3 separate regions of the Mus musculus genome follow, and regions 1 and 2 are each linked to region 3. Evidence: chromatin contacts called from public HiChIP or PLAC-seq data. All regions are on one chromosome and are shown on one strand. Each heading gives the region's core, a stretch centred on a gene start, on an enhancer-like site or on the middle of the called end of the contact. The rest is flanking DNA. Distances are from core to core; before and after follow the strand shown.

What was found. HiChIP or PLAC-seq counts read pairs in DNA pulled down with a chosen protein or histone mark.
Region 1: a CTCF HiChIP or PLAC-seq map of the NIH/3T3 cell line shows a contact between it and region 3, with 15 read pairs. The contact joins the enhancer-like site here to the promoter of Wdr95 in region 3. A contact is called at or near these places in 6 of 39 promoter capture datasets (the HPC-7 cell line, epiblast stem cells, frontonasal cranial neural crest and 3 more), 2 of 15 datasets of contacts at CTCF or cohesin (both in the NIH/3T3 cell line), 35 of 484 Hi-C or Micro-C datasets (the 3T3-L1 cell line, 3T3-L1-derived adipocytes, the C2C12 cell line and 21 more), 7 of 115 datasets of contacts at active chromatin or transcription factors (CD8 T cells, embryonic fibroblasts, embryonic stem cells and 3 more) and 3 of 9 other capture datasets (adipose tissue, liver and pancreatic islet).
Region 2: a contact with region 3 is called in an H3K27ac HiChIP or PLAC-seq map of embryonic stem cells, with 6 read pairs. The contact joins the enhancer-like site here to the promoter of Wdr95 in region 3. A contact is called at or near these places in 7 of 39 promoter capture datasets (3T3-L1-derived adipocytes, the C10 cell line, embryonic stem cells and 3 more), 1 of 115 datasets of contacts at active chromatin or transcription factors (embryonic stem cells) and 3 of 9 other capture datasets (adipose tissue, liver and pancreatic islet).

The regions. Positions count from the first base shown.
Region 1 is chr5:149,611,391-149,615,762 of GRCm38.p6, forward strand. Wdr95 (WD40 repeat domain 95) reads left to right here. Exons shown (of 23, transcript NM_029440.3): 23 at 106-504. The coding sequence ends at 343. Among named protein-coding and RNA genes, the nearest start is that of Hsph1, 23 kb to the right of the region's middle. Within about 2 kb of position 1,526, at least 72 of the 459 cell types and tissues checked have an H3K27ac peak or open chromatin away from gene starts, as enhancers often do. A contact at or near this core is called in the C2C12 cell line, the NIH/3T3 cell line, the STO cell line and 7 more, where this site is marked.
Region 2 is chr5:149,651,147-149,655,646 of GRCm38.p6, forward strand. No RefSeq gene overlaps it. Among named protein-coding and RNA genes, the nearest start is that of Gm20005, 12 kb to the left of the region's middle. Within about 2 kb of position 3,110, at least 9 of the 459 cell types and tissues checked have an H3K27ac peak or open chromatin away from gene starts, as enhancers often do. A contact at or near this core is called in embryonic stem cells, where this site is marked.
Region 3 is chr5:149,526,528-149,531,530 of GRCm38.p6, forward strand. It overlaps Wdr95 (WD40 repeat domain 95), which reads left to right and starts at 2,152. Exons shown (of 23, transcript NM_029440.3): 1 at 2,152-2,244. All of the region lies in intron 1 of Gm15997 (predicted gene 15997), which reads right to left.

The DNA.
Region 1 (4,372 bases), core at 276-2,775, 84 kb after region 3:
GGGTGCTCAGCATGGGGGGGGGGGATCTTGTAGCTGCCAGCCTTCAGATACCAGAAGAATCCTTACACTTGTTCTCCCCCCACCCCTGCCCTTCACCCCCCACAGACTACTGTCAGCTCGAAGAAAGCCTCGCTGGAAGATGCCTGAGCTCAGATGGCCCAGCATTTACCAGGCCCTCCGGTGCCACGAGCTTGCCTTTGTGTCTGCTCTCGGGGAGAAGCCAGATCTGTCTGTTCCTGGCTCTGACTTGTTCCCGGTTGGTTTCTGCAGCCAGGAGACAGAAGCAGCGCTACCAGAAAGGAAGAAACTCTCACCCTGGAGCGGTTTCTTGCCCGAGTGCTAAGGACCTTGACCTCCTTGCTTGGCCAGTTCTTTCCTGTGTCATGGAAAGGTTTGGCTGAGCTTAAGGCTTTGACCCCTGAGGCGTAGAAAAGAGCAAGATGAGAAATGATCTCAGCCCATGTGGGCTCATCCTGAAGCAATTAGAGTTGAAATTTCAGAGAACAAATCAGATTCTCGCTGTTCTTTCTGGAATGTCAATGTCTCACTGGATGGAGAGAACCCAGAGCAGGTGGCCGCGGCGAGTGGCCCCCAAACAGCTCCTCCAACGGGCCACCCACCACTTAGGGCATCTGTCTGGGGTAGGCTGAGGACGGGGAAAATCAGGGAGGCTGCTGGAAACAGGGAGGCCTGCTTTCAGACAGATGGAGTTTCTCATCAATTCCTAACAATCCCTTGGGAATAGACACTGTCTGCAGCCATCTTACCAACAAGGAAACTGGGGCTTCCAGATGGTCATCCACCTGTTGTAGGAGCTAGAGATCAAGAGGGGAGTGGCCTTTTCTCAACCCCTGGACTCAGGAGAGGCTAAGTGTGGCTACTAGGTCAGTACCTATGTGATCAGTTCAGAGCACGCAGCCTGGTGGCATAGACATGCACGACTCTGTGATGTAGTGTGATAACCAAGAGGGAGCAAGGAGGTTTGTGTGTGTGGTGGATGTCCCTGGGGAAGGAGATCCTGAGGGGGAGTGATGGGCAGGTCAAAGATCAAAGGGAATGGTGACTACATTGTCCCCTAAACCCTGATGGTGACTATGTTGTCCTCAACCCCTCCCCCTGCCCGCTTCCTGGGCTGCCAGTGAAAGTATGTTCCTGATCTTGAGATAGATTACTGTGCATTTTTCTGGTGTCCTTATAAGAGACATATGGGGATAAGGGGAGAAGAGAGAGAAAGAAAAGGAGGGAGAGTGGGGGGAAGAAGGGGGAGGAGGAAGTAAGCCAGGTAGCTCCCAGAGGGTGGAAGAGGCAGCAGGATGCCCCTAGACACCACAGGAGCACAGTTCTGCCCTCATCTTGCTTCCACACTTCTGCTCTCCAGAGCTGTGAGAGAATAAATGTGTGTTTGAAGGCAGCCTCTGTGCACCAGCTGCAGGCCCAGAAAACTAACGCAGGCAGGCACCATGTTTTCCAGAGGAACGCAGATCTCCCCGGGGCATACGGAGCTCCGGCAGTGGTGAATCACTGTTTTGCTCCCTTATGCTGTTCATATTTCATGCGTATGTCAGGCTCCTGGTAAACTCCAGGGACTCAAACGGAACTAGGACTCTGCTCGTGTTTTCAAAGAGCACGCAGCCTGGTGGCATAGAGATGCACGTCTCTGTGATGTAGTGTGATAACCAAGAGGGAGCAAGGAGGTTTGTGTGTGTGGTGGATGTCCCTGGGGAAGGAGATCCTGTGTGTGTGTGGGGGGGTGATGGGCAGGTAAAAGCTGCCCTACCATAATCCCCATCACTTCTGGGTCGTCTCTGTGTGGAACTATGTATCCAAGCACAGAGAGAGTGTGAGAGAGCGAAAGAGAGAGACAGACAGACAGACAGACAGACACACACACACACACACAGAGAGAGAGAGAGAGAGAGAGAGAGAGAGAGAGAGAGAGAGAGAGTATGAATGTACATTTGAAGTAGGAGAGCAAGTGTTCACAGGCAAGGCTACCAGGTCAAAGAATAGATTTTGGGAGCACCCTGGCCTCTCCTACCGCAAAGCTCTACCCCACCTCCCCTGCTGCCCTGGTTTCTTTTAAGAGAAGAGGCTAGGTCCCATTGTCCTACAGTTGGTCTGGAAAACCCTGGGCTGGCCGAAGAGGACTCTGAAAGTAGAGAATGAGGAGCCTTGGTTAAATCAGGGCCTTGCTTGCATCCTCCTGTCCTATGATTCCCGATAGGCTCTGTCTCCCTTCTAGTTTCCTGGTCAATCCTTTGCTTTCTTCTACTACCCTCAGTACTAGCCTCCTGAAGGTGTCTGCGTGGGGCTTCTCTACTAGTCATTCAACAAACACCGTCTACCAAAATGAAGAAGGTCGTGGCACGTTCCTCTGCTTGGGAGAAGGAAGCTGGATGCTGAGCGGAGGCAGGTGTAACCCAAGTTCCACTTGGGTTCGTGTGGAACACACCTGAGCATTCACACCTGCTGCCAGCTTGGTCTGCTGCAGCTTGGCCTTCTGAGCAGCACACCCAGAGCCCTGCCACCTTGAATTACATGGGCACCGTTCCTCCTACAGTCCACCCTTTGGGAGCAAGTGTGGTAGCTGGGTTTTCCAGGACAGAGTAAGCAGCACCTCCTCCCTGAGGACCAGGGCTTAAACTGATACAGAGAAATCCCAGGCAGCTAGGAATTGTGGGAAGCTTGACCAGCACACAGTCGCTGCTGTTCAGAGTGTATCAGCTCAGGAGTGCAAAGCAGACAAGTTTTGCTGTCTACACACAGATCACTGTGCATCTAAGAGAAGGTACCACACGTTTTATTCTTGTGACTGGTAAGCCCAGAAATCATGTGATCTTACATAAATCATGTGATCTTACATATGGACCATCCAATAAGGACAAATAGGACTTTAGTCTTTAGGTTGCCCCAGTAGCTTTAATGGTCAGGTAGCCAAATGCTTTCCGTCTACACAATGTCTGCCTTCTTCAGTGGGCTACATTTAATTCTTTAGTGGATCTAAAGTGAATGGTCTCTTTTAAAGCTCCTCTCGGGATTAAACACATCTGTGGGGATTGTCCAAAATTTCTCAAACAAGACTTGGATCACAAAATGGGCTGATGAGGGTAACCGTAGTCAGTCTGTGATCTTCATTTGTGAAATAGTTGTAAATGACATTTTGTGAGGATGGAACCTGAGGAAAAGATTGTGTCAGAGCGTTTTCCTGGGCGTGGTGGGAGCTGGGTCAGGATGAGAAGGCCCCGTGACAAGTGTTTGGGGAGATGTGTGTTGAGCCAGAGAGGAAGTGGCCACAAGTTCACTGCATTGCTTTCTGCCTATATAAACCAAACAAGAGATAGAGCATCACAGGTTACTCACGGAATGGATATTTAGAGTTTTATGTCAAGCCACAAACAACAAACAGGAAAACCAGAGGTCATAGTAAAGTAGCCACACAGGCTTCGCTAAAACCACAGGGATCACCGTCACCACCATGACCCCAAGTGTAGGCCCTGCACCCTTGGCTCACTCAGCCTTGCCCAGGTCACCCAACTCTGACTCTATCAAGCCTGGCCTGGCTTCACGCTTGTCTGGCTCTAGATGCCTGTCCTGTAATTGTCACCCCTGAGCCCAAGCATGAGTTTCCAAGTACATTTTGTAGCTCTTACTTTGCCTTTGGAATCTCTCTTCCTTTGAGTGTGCCCTTGCTTGTCACCACTACTCTCAACCAAGTCAGGGAAATGCGCAGCTTAGTAGACCCTCAGCTCTCAGCACATCTTTGGGACCAGAAAGAACAGCCTGGTGCTTCCAGGCTGCAAAATCGATTCCTTTGACAGTGTTGGCAATGCTGGCGTACTGGAGACACTAGGGAGGGACAAGCTGTTATCAGACCCCACTGAGTGCTCACTGTGCAAGCTCATATACACTGCACTGGTCACTTTAGTAAGCCCCAGCAATCACGTGGAGGCAGGTGCTGATTTTACAGGGGAACTGGCTGAGGGTAGGTCGTGTGGACCATGGAAAACCACCAGGATCTCAATGAAGGCATATGAGTTATCGAGCAAGCATTTGGTGATCTTATCTGATCTTCCTCCGTCCTCACTCAGCTGAGCCCCTTTCTGTACTTTCCTGTATTTTACTGATCATGAAAACAAGCGCACTGGAAATGGCGTTGCTTTGACAAGACTCTTAGACATGCCAAGTCCTTCTAGAACTAGACAGGACCTATGGGCCGAGGAGACGGCTCAGTGACTAAGATCCCTTGCAGAGGATCAGAGTGCAGTGGTTGCCAGCCCCGACATGTCTCAGCCCCAAGTCCCGGGTATTTAATGTCCTTTACTTGCTTCCATGGACAAGCACACATCTACGAATGAATGCATTTGCCCACACA
Region 2 (4,500 bases), core at 1,860-4,359, 130 kb after region 3:
GATTAAAGGCGTGCACCACCACCAACTGGCTTTTTTTTTTTTTTTTTTTTTAAGATTTATTTATTTATTTATTTATTTATTATATGTAAGTACATTGTAGCTGTCTTCAGACACACCAGAAGAGAGAGTCAGATCTTGTTACGGATGGCTGTGAGCCACCATGTGGTTGCTGGGATTTGAACTCTGGACTTTCGGAAGAGCAGTCAGGTGCTCTAACCCACTGAGCCATCTCACCAGCCCTTTTTTTTTTTTAAGGTTCATTTATTTATTTTATGTATCTGAGTACACTGTTCCTCTCTTTATGCATACTAGAAGAGACCATCGGATCTCATTATAGATGGCTATGAGCCACCATGTGGTTGCTGGGAATTGAACTCAGGACCTCTGGAAGAGCAGTCAGTGCTCTTAACCACTGAGCCATCTCTCCAGCCCAGAAGTTTTTATTTAACCTATAGTATTAAATTAAGAAACAAAGTTTGTACAACAAAAGCTGGTAACCATGAGAATTCATTCACTCTTAGGCAACTAGACCTGTGGGTACAGACTTTAGCATTACAATAAATAGCAACAGACCAAACCTCAACCAGAGGGTGGGCTAGCCAGGTACTTAGTGTCATCTAAGGCCAGTGAAGGCCCAAAAGGCCCCACCGTAAGATGTTTTATTTGCCCATGAGCAAAGCACCAAGCCATTGGAGGGTCTTGAGCAGAAATGTGACATGACATGTTTCTCAAAGGCTCCGATGCTGCAGAAAGTTCTTCTCTTGGTTTTTGTCTTTTCTTTTGTTTTGAGACAGGGTCTCTCCATGTATAGATGATTGGGACCTGGAACTCACTATGTAGACCAGGCTGGCCTGAAGAGCTTGGCCCGCCTCTGCCTCTCATGCCTGTGTCGGCCATCATGTCTGGCTTGCATAAATAAAGTCTTGAGGAGTATTGGCTCATAAAAACATAGTTTTTAGCCGGGCGTGGTGGCGCACGCCTTTAATCCCAGCACTCGGGAGGCAGAGGCAGGCGGATTTCTGAGTTCGAGGCCAGCCTGGTCTACAAAGTGAGCTCCAGGACAGCCAGGGCTATACAGAGAAACCCTGTCTCGAAAAACCAACCCCCCCCCCCAAAAAAAAAACATAGTTTTTGAGGGCTAGGAAGGTGGTTCATTCAGTTGAGGGCTTGCTGTGCAAGCATGGGGACTTAAGTTCAAATACCCAGCACCCACATAAAAACTAGGCATAGTGGCACATGTCTGCGGTCTGAGCACTGGGCAGGTAGAAGCAGCAGGATCCCTGGGGCTTGCTGGAGATGAAGACCACCCACGTCAATGAGCTTTACACTCTGTGAGAGATCTTGTCTCAAAAGATGAGTCAGGGAACAATGGCAGAAGACATCTGCTGCTTACCTCTGGCCTCCACACAATACCTACACACATACTTTATCTTAGTTACTGTTCTAAGACACCAGGACCAAGGCTACTTATAAAAGAAAGAGTCTGTTGAGGGCCTATAGTTTCAGAGCGTTAGAGTCCGTGACCATCACGGCAGGGAGCATGGTGGCCAGCAGAAGAGCTTATATTCAGATCCAGAAGCAGGAGGCAGGGCTCCTTGGGAGGGGTGTGTGTGGAGAGAGAATCTAACTAAGAATGATGTGGGCTTTGAGAGCCTGCCCCAGTTACATGCTTCCTGTAACCAGGGCACACCTCCTAATCTTTCCCCAATGTTTCCACCGACTGAGGATCAAGTATTCAAAAATATGAATCTGTTGGGGCCATTCTCATTCAAACCAACATACACACACACACACACACACACACACACACACACACACACACACTTAATGAGCCACAAGTGTGAATCATGCATATCACTCAAATTTTTTTTCTAAGGCTGGGTGTGATGGCACACACCTCTAAACTTTCACTCAGGAAGCAGAGGCTGGTAGATCTCTGTGTGTCCAAGTCCAGCCGTGTCTACAGAGTGAGTTCAGGCCAGCCAAGGGTACATGGAGAAACCCTGTGTCAAACAATGCAACAACATATAAAGCATCTTCACCAAGGCCCCTGCAAAGCCCAATTTATATTAGTTAAAGGAAAAAATAAATGTGAGAATAAGTATATTTGCGCTAACTTAATACATCTAAGTTGTTAACAGCTCAAAGCAATATAGGTTTTTCTAGTGAGAGTTTGTGTATCATTCTGAAGACATGATGTCATTGTGAAAGACCCACAACATGAGGACTCCCCCACGTTCTGACTCAGGAGAGGCGACACCCCAAATCACTCACGAGAAACGGTCTTGCTGCAAACTGCAAGAGGACTTTTAATTCAAGAGGGCTCTTGGGGCCACGGTTATACACCACGCAGGGGTAGAGGACCGTGGCACCCTGAGTAGCTGGGTAAGGGGGTATTTAAAAGAAGATGCCATAACTCAAGGAGGTGGGAAGGGCGTTGTTGGAAAATGCCAAAGATACCAGTTAAGAGTCACAAGGAAGTGCAAAGTCACAAAAGTCACAAGGAATACCTGGTAATTGTGCAGGTTATCTCTCAAGACAGTTTCTAATAGCCCCTAACAATAGCACATTTGCATAGTGGGTTCCAGCAATGGTCAGGGTGGGTCAGGGTGACTTTCTTTGAATGAACACTCTTTGAACCCAGGAAGTGGGTGGGTGGAGGAATGTCCCTATCTGTTTTATGATTAGCATAACTTGGAGCATTGAGTCACAAAGGTCACCTTCTCAAGCCTGGGCCTAAAGGCCTAGAATTTTGTTTTTACGTTATTCTTTTTCATTTGAAACCTGTGCATTCTTGTGGAGCATCCTAAGCGTCTTGGGTGTCTTACGTACAGCACAGGTCCACACTCACACTATGGGGGCCAGGCTGGAGGTCATCAGAAAGAATGTTCACAGAAGCATTTGAAATGACACAGAGAGGCAAGGCGAGGGGCGGAGGCAGTGTGGGTAGTTGCTGGCCCAGAATCACCCCAGATGCCAGGAGGGCAGAACCCTTAACAGCCTCCACAGGACAGCTTCCTGGAAGGAAATACTCCCGGTGTGGGCCGTCTGCTGTTTTAGCTAGTGCTTAAAACCGTCCTCATTACATCTCTGCCCTAAGCCAAGAAAGATCGCCCAGGATGCAGGTGCCTTTCTAAGCATCCTCCAGGTTTCTCCAGCGCTAAGGAGCAACCTCAGACCCAGGGGCCTCTCAACATTGGGGAGACAAGACCAGCACCCTGGAGATTCCCAAGGCACTTCGGAGGTTAACTAAGCACCCGGAAGCCTTCTCCACCTCTCCATCCCAGATTCTTACGAAAAATGTGGCTTCCCTTATCAGCACTCTGGCACACAGCATCCTCAGCATCCTTCAGTGTGGGCCTGAGGGAGCCCTATCTGCCCCTGGAAGTCAGTCTTCTGTCTGTTCTTGGCTTGGTAATGCAATAGGTTTGGCCAATAGAAACAGTCAACAGTCTTTCTCCTTTGTCTTCCATGAATCCCAAAAGCCCTTTCTTGTGGTTTAGTCTACTGCTATGTATTGTAATGCTAAATTAATGGCTTCTCACTTTTACAAGCTTTTGTTGTGCAAACCTTGTTCCTTGATTTAAAACTATTGGTTAAATAAAATTGACTATAGCCAAATCACTGGAGGGATTAGAGGTAGGTGGGCTAGGAGTGACCAGGTTGGAGGAGAGACAGGAAGGAAGAAGGAAGAGGAGGAGGAAGAAGAGGAAGGGGAGGAGGGAGAGGAGGAAGGAGGAAAAAGAGGAGAAAGGAAGAGGAGAAGGAGAAAGAGGAGGAGAAGAAGGAGAAGAGAAGCCATTATGAGGGGAGATGGACCATGAGCACACGGCCAGGAGAAACAGCAAGCATCTGGTGTACCCCACTGGGAAGGTAGCTAAGCCTGCAGTTAGAAGAGTAGGTTAGGGGTGATCCCCAGCAGTTGTCAAAGCCAAATAAAATAACCATAGTCTGAGTTTCTTTTCTTTTTCTTTGTAAGCTAGTCGGGAATAAGTTTAAATTCTTAATGCTACAGCCCTTTAAACGAATGCCCCTTAAACGAGTGGGACTCTAAGGCCTTAGACATTTCTGCTTTCATAGCTCCCTCCACTACACAAATAATAACAGTAAATATAAAAGCACGGACACATCTCCGCAGGTGCGTACTGTGTTGGCAAAATGATGAATATACTAATAACACTTAAGTATTTTCCTCAACGAAGTTTCCTCTGATTTTAAGGGGATATAAAAGCAATGACATAAGCCCCTAAAAAGTACTGTGAGCCCCAAACATTGTTGGGTGTAATGGGGAATTTGGCTCTCACCCCACCACATAATTATACTATTTACCCTCTCTGGGTTCTCTCTCTCCAGTAATCAGCAAGATGGCCTCTCAATGCCTTTATGACTTAGTTATGTCTCCACAGGCCTCTAAGAAATGACATTCATTATAATACTAAATGTCATACTCTACGGTAGGCTGCGTGTCACCAGCAATGTCTTTCAAAGCCCAACTAAGTG
Region 3 (5,003 bases), core at 902-3,401:
CAGCATCTCTGTTCAGTGAATGTGTTTACATCGGGCTGACTGTGGGTCATTAAGCCCCAGTGATAGGAAACTTTTAGGAGAGGAAACCATTCGTGCATACACAGGAAATAGAACTCAGTTGGCAAAATTTTCCACCCTGTGTAGATCTGAAACCACGGTCCGCAAGGTGCTTTAGGGGACCTTCCTCAACACACTGCTGTTTCCCCCAGAATGCTACGGAAGCTTTCTACTGGTGACTCAATGTTTTAAACTTTTCCTCTTGAGTCAGAGATGAACCGAAGCCCAGCGAGGCTCAGGGTGAAGAGGAAAGCTATTGTCTGGCCTTTGGCTTCCGTCATGGGGTGGGGCTTGACTGCTTAGCAACTGAACAGAAATCTGTGCCAAGGGAGGCTAAGAACCCCCTGTAAAGCTTGCCTCGGAGCTTGGCACAGCGAAACCAGATTGTTTGTTGGTTTGTTTTTTCCCCACTGCCTGCCACCCGTTCGTGATGTTACCGGTTACCGTGTGGCCCATGCCCCTCGGATGGCTCCAGATCACCTGGTTTCATTCATTCACTGTGTTTCACGGACTTTGACGTCCCAGAACGGAATGATCATCATTGTCTCTATAAAGACCTCAAACCAAGATACGATTTAGTGAGAAAGGGGACACAGCTGAGAGAGACCATGTCTGAAAACTAGGACTTGTATACATCCTCCATTAAATCTAAATTAAAATTAAGGTAGATTTTTTTTCCATCCATCTTGGGCATTTCCAAACTGACTTAGAGGTCTGGGGTGTACCTCAGTGGTAGAGTGCTTACCTAACATTTATAAGGTCCTGGGTTCAGCGTCAGAATTCTGTCTAAACTCCACCCCACAGTTACCTGGCAACAGGCAGGTAGGCCTGACCCACTATAAAAGGGGCTGCTTGCCCACTCCTCTCCCTCTTGTTCTCTTGCTCTCTTGTTCCCACTCTGTCCCCTCGCCTCTTCCCCGCCCCCCTCCACGTGCTCATGGCTGGCCTCTACTCCTCTACTTCTCTACTCTCCCTCTCTCTGCCTTTCTCTGCCTCCACTGCCCTCTTAACTCCCCTCCCCATGCCCTGAATAAACTCTATTCTATACTATACTATACTATACTATACTATACTATACTATACTATACCTGTGGCTGGTCCCTCATGGGGAAGGGATGCCTCGGCATGGGCCCGCTGAGACATTCCCTTCTCCCACACCTCACCACACCTCATAGCACATATCTCCTATTTATTTATTTATTTATTTATTTATTTATTTATTTATTTATTTTAAACACATCATTCAGGACTGAAGGAAGAAAGACAAAACTCATGGAAATGATTTTAAGTGATTCTTAATAATTCATATTTAAAATTACAACATTTCTGCTTCTTAGACTTCAACTACAGTTTCATCTGGTACTAAGGTCACCTGCCCAGAGACCTGGTGTGAAGCGAAGCGGTAGGCAAGACAGAGAAGCCCTGTTCTGAGCTGGCTGTCCTCCCGCTTAAGGAGCAGCTGTCTTAGTGGCCTCCCAAGCACCAACGCCAGGGCACCCGCGCCAGCTGCCACACTGGAGCTGCCGGAGTTCCACACCAGTAGAGTTTTATGTAAGGGCTTCAAAGCTACAGCAGCCACCGCAGTAGCTCTGACCTGGCCTTTCATGTCTCAGTCCAGACAAACGCGTGATTGAAGAAAGGATTCATCCAAGCCCGTGTCACATTGGCCATCTGGAAACCCGCCAGCCGCTCATTTAGCAAATTACTTTGTTTAAAGGCAGCTCTGTGTTCCAGCGTTTGTGCTACCAGGATGGGTCTCATAATTCCTCCGCCTTGGTTTATCCGCTCGGCTCCTCTCGATCTGCCTAGCAACTTAAAAGACTGTTAATGCGTGACAAGGCACTTGACCCGCATGATTTTCGAGCGGAGGGAGAGCATTCGTCTTGTGCTGGCTTGTCCTCTCCTCCAAAGCAAGGGCACGACGCCCCGCGCTCTCTGTCTTAATGAAGCCTGCCTTTATTAAGAAGCCCATTAAGCTCCACAGGGCCCAGCCATCCAGCACTGTAAATATTACCCCATAGAAATTCACATAGGGCCCTGGCGCGGGGTGGGGGATGGGGAGTACGGTAAGCGCTCACCCATTCTGCCAGTCTGGAGGAGACCTCAGCTCTCTGTTGATGGAAGGCTGTTGCTGTTTGACAGGCTGATGCCTCTTTGTTTGGAAAGATGAGTTAGAATCGTTAGCAGGTAATGTCACAAGGCCCCTGGGGTGGTTTGAATAAAAGAGTTGGAAGCAACCTGACTACAGAATAGCAATGAGTTCTCAGGTGTCTGATCTGGATTTTCTTCTTCCAAAAGAGGAAAGAAAGAGGAAAAAGGAGCCCACAGAGGCTGAGATGGTTTCTTATCAGGATGTTGCGGGTCACTTTGTCCTGATATGGTTTATCATCTGTCATTGACCAGGGCAAATGATCTTGGTGACTGTTGTTTCCATAAATTGCTCATCTGGGGTCGTGGTATTCTTAAGTCTGGAAGCTAGAAGCTCAAATCAGTGAGTGGATCAAAGACATATCGTGTGTTCAGTATCTAGCTAGGCCCTTTAAGGGGGCGGGGGGGGGGGGAGGATCACACAATAAATGTGCTTTGGGAAGTTTTTTTTTTTTTTTTTAAAGTGTGTCTATTTAGTGACTAGTAAAGACTCGGACTGGGTGTCAAATGTTGATGTGATTTGGGCCAAGGTTGCCTTAGTCCTCTCTTGGAATTATTTTTAGAGGTAACTGAATTAGTGATGACATATAGTAAGAACTCAACCGTGCTACTTGATATGTTTTGTAAAGCGCGGTATGCTTCACTGGGAGGGGGTGTCTTAGTGGGTGCCCCCTGTCCCCAGGTACCAGTCATACAACACGGGTCTAGTATAAAATGTTCACTTGAGGCATGGGAAGGGGGTTGAGAAAGGAGTTGAAGTAGAGAAAAAGAAGGGACAGAAAAAGATGGGGAGAGGGAGGGTGGGGGGGTCAGAGAAAGAGAGAGAGAGAGAAAGGGGTCAGAGAGAGTGAAGAGAGGCCAAACAGTTCTTTTTATAGCAACCCAGGCTCCCACCTGGCTGTTGCTAGGTAACTAACTGTTGGGAGGAACCTAGAAGGAATGCTAACGTGCTAACACTAATAACACCAGGTATGGGATAGCTATCCTCGGTATTGGCACCGCTAAAGTAGTCACTGGACTGGATCGAGGGAAGAGAGCTTTATGAGCCAACTCCATACATGTACCAACTCCAGGTAGGGAGAGGGCGGCCTGTGAATGGCACTGCATAAACCGGGCACAGCCTTGGTGGGCAGGGAAAGAAGTGGGTAGGTAGCTAGGTGGACTGGAAGGAAGCTCGAGTTCAGAGCACAGGAGTGGAGATGATGAACGAATGAGGGGCTGTGTTGGTGGAGGCTTGAAGGCTAAGGGGTCTCAACATGATCTAGCTGGTAACAAGCTGCCATCTTGCTTTCTTGCAGGAGAGCCGCAGAGAGCTCTGGGTCGGTAAGGGAGAAGATGGAAGCTAAGAGGCGGGGGGAGGGGGGGGGTGGTGGTCCAAGGCCAGTCATCACCCCAGGTCAGATGGACGAGACGTTCCGTGGAGGCAGCCAGAGGATGCATGGGAGGGAATGAAGCTGTAATCCCCTTCCAGAGGAGCCAGGCCTGAACTGACACCCATACACACACCAGGTGGAAAGGAGAAGGGAAGGAGAAGGGAGCCTTTGGGGACCACCCAGGCGGTTGCTCCGCCCACCATGTTCCAAGCATAGGTCGCTAGGACCCCAGGAGACTGACACGCCTTTGGAAGCCGATGAAGCCGTGGAGCTTTCTGGATAGCTGCGAGTGTTCAGAGTGAAGTGAAGGGCAAACGCAGGGGTCCATTGGAAGGCGCAAGTCCCAGGGGCCCATGGGAGCCACACAGGTGTAAACACACCAGTGGTTTAGGGAAGACAGCTCCATGGTTTTAAAAAAAACATCCTTCAAGGACCCAGAGTGTTGAACTGAAAGGACTCAGTGTTACAGTGAAGCTGCAAACCCCTGAGACCCCAACTCTAAGACAAGAGAGGAACTAAGAGAAGCGAGGCACCTGAGCAACCAACGGGGCCAAGAGGTGCTGAAGTGAGAAGGGGTTGATCGCTAGCTGAGGGATGCAGTCACTGAGAAGATGCCATTCAGGAGCACGAGAAGTGAAGCCATCTTGAGAAGAGTTGGGGTGGGGGTGGGGGGAGGGGGAGGGGAGAGAAGCCAGGTGGCAGGGCTCTAGGGAGGGGTGCACAAGGAGACAGCAGGGCCTTGCTGTTGATTTGGAAGTCCAGGGAGGAGAGAAGGTGGAGATTCCTATATAGAGAGTGAGTATCTCCATGCCATTATAATAGCATAAAGAGGAGGTGAGAGACCCACAAATGCTGACAAAATGCCATTAATAGATTATGCTCTGAAATGGTCTTACATATGAAATGGGCTTTCAGGGGTATATCGTGCATTTAACTGGGGCTGGCTTTCAGCTTCAGAGGTCTAGTCTGTTAGCATCACAGCAGGAAGCAAGGCAGTGTGCAGGCAGACATGGTGCTGGAGAAGGAGCTGAGAGTTCTACATCTTGATCTGAAGGCCATCAGGAGACTGTCTTCCGTGGGCAGCCAAGAGAAGGCTCTGGATCATGGTGACCAGACTTGATCATGTATATGAGACCCCAAAGCCCCACCTCCGCAGTGACACATTTCCTCTGACAAGGCCACACCTCCTCCAACAAGGCCATACCTCCTAATAGTGCCATTTCCCATGGGCCAAGCATATTCAAACCACCACAGTGGTTTATCAAGAAAATAACACAAGGTCTGGAGAGATGGCTCAGGAGTTAAGAGCACTGTCTACTCTCCCAGAGGTCCTGAGTTCAATTCCCAGCAACCACATGGTGGTTCACAGCCATCTATCCTGGAATCTGATACCTCCTTCTGATATGCAAATACTCATATACATAA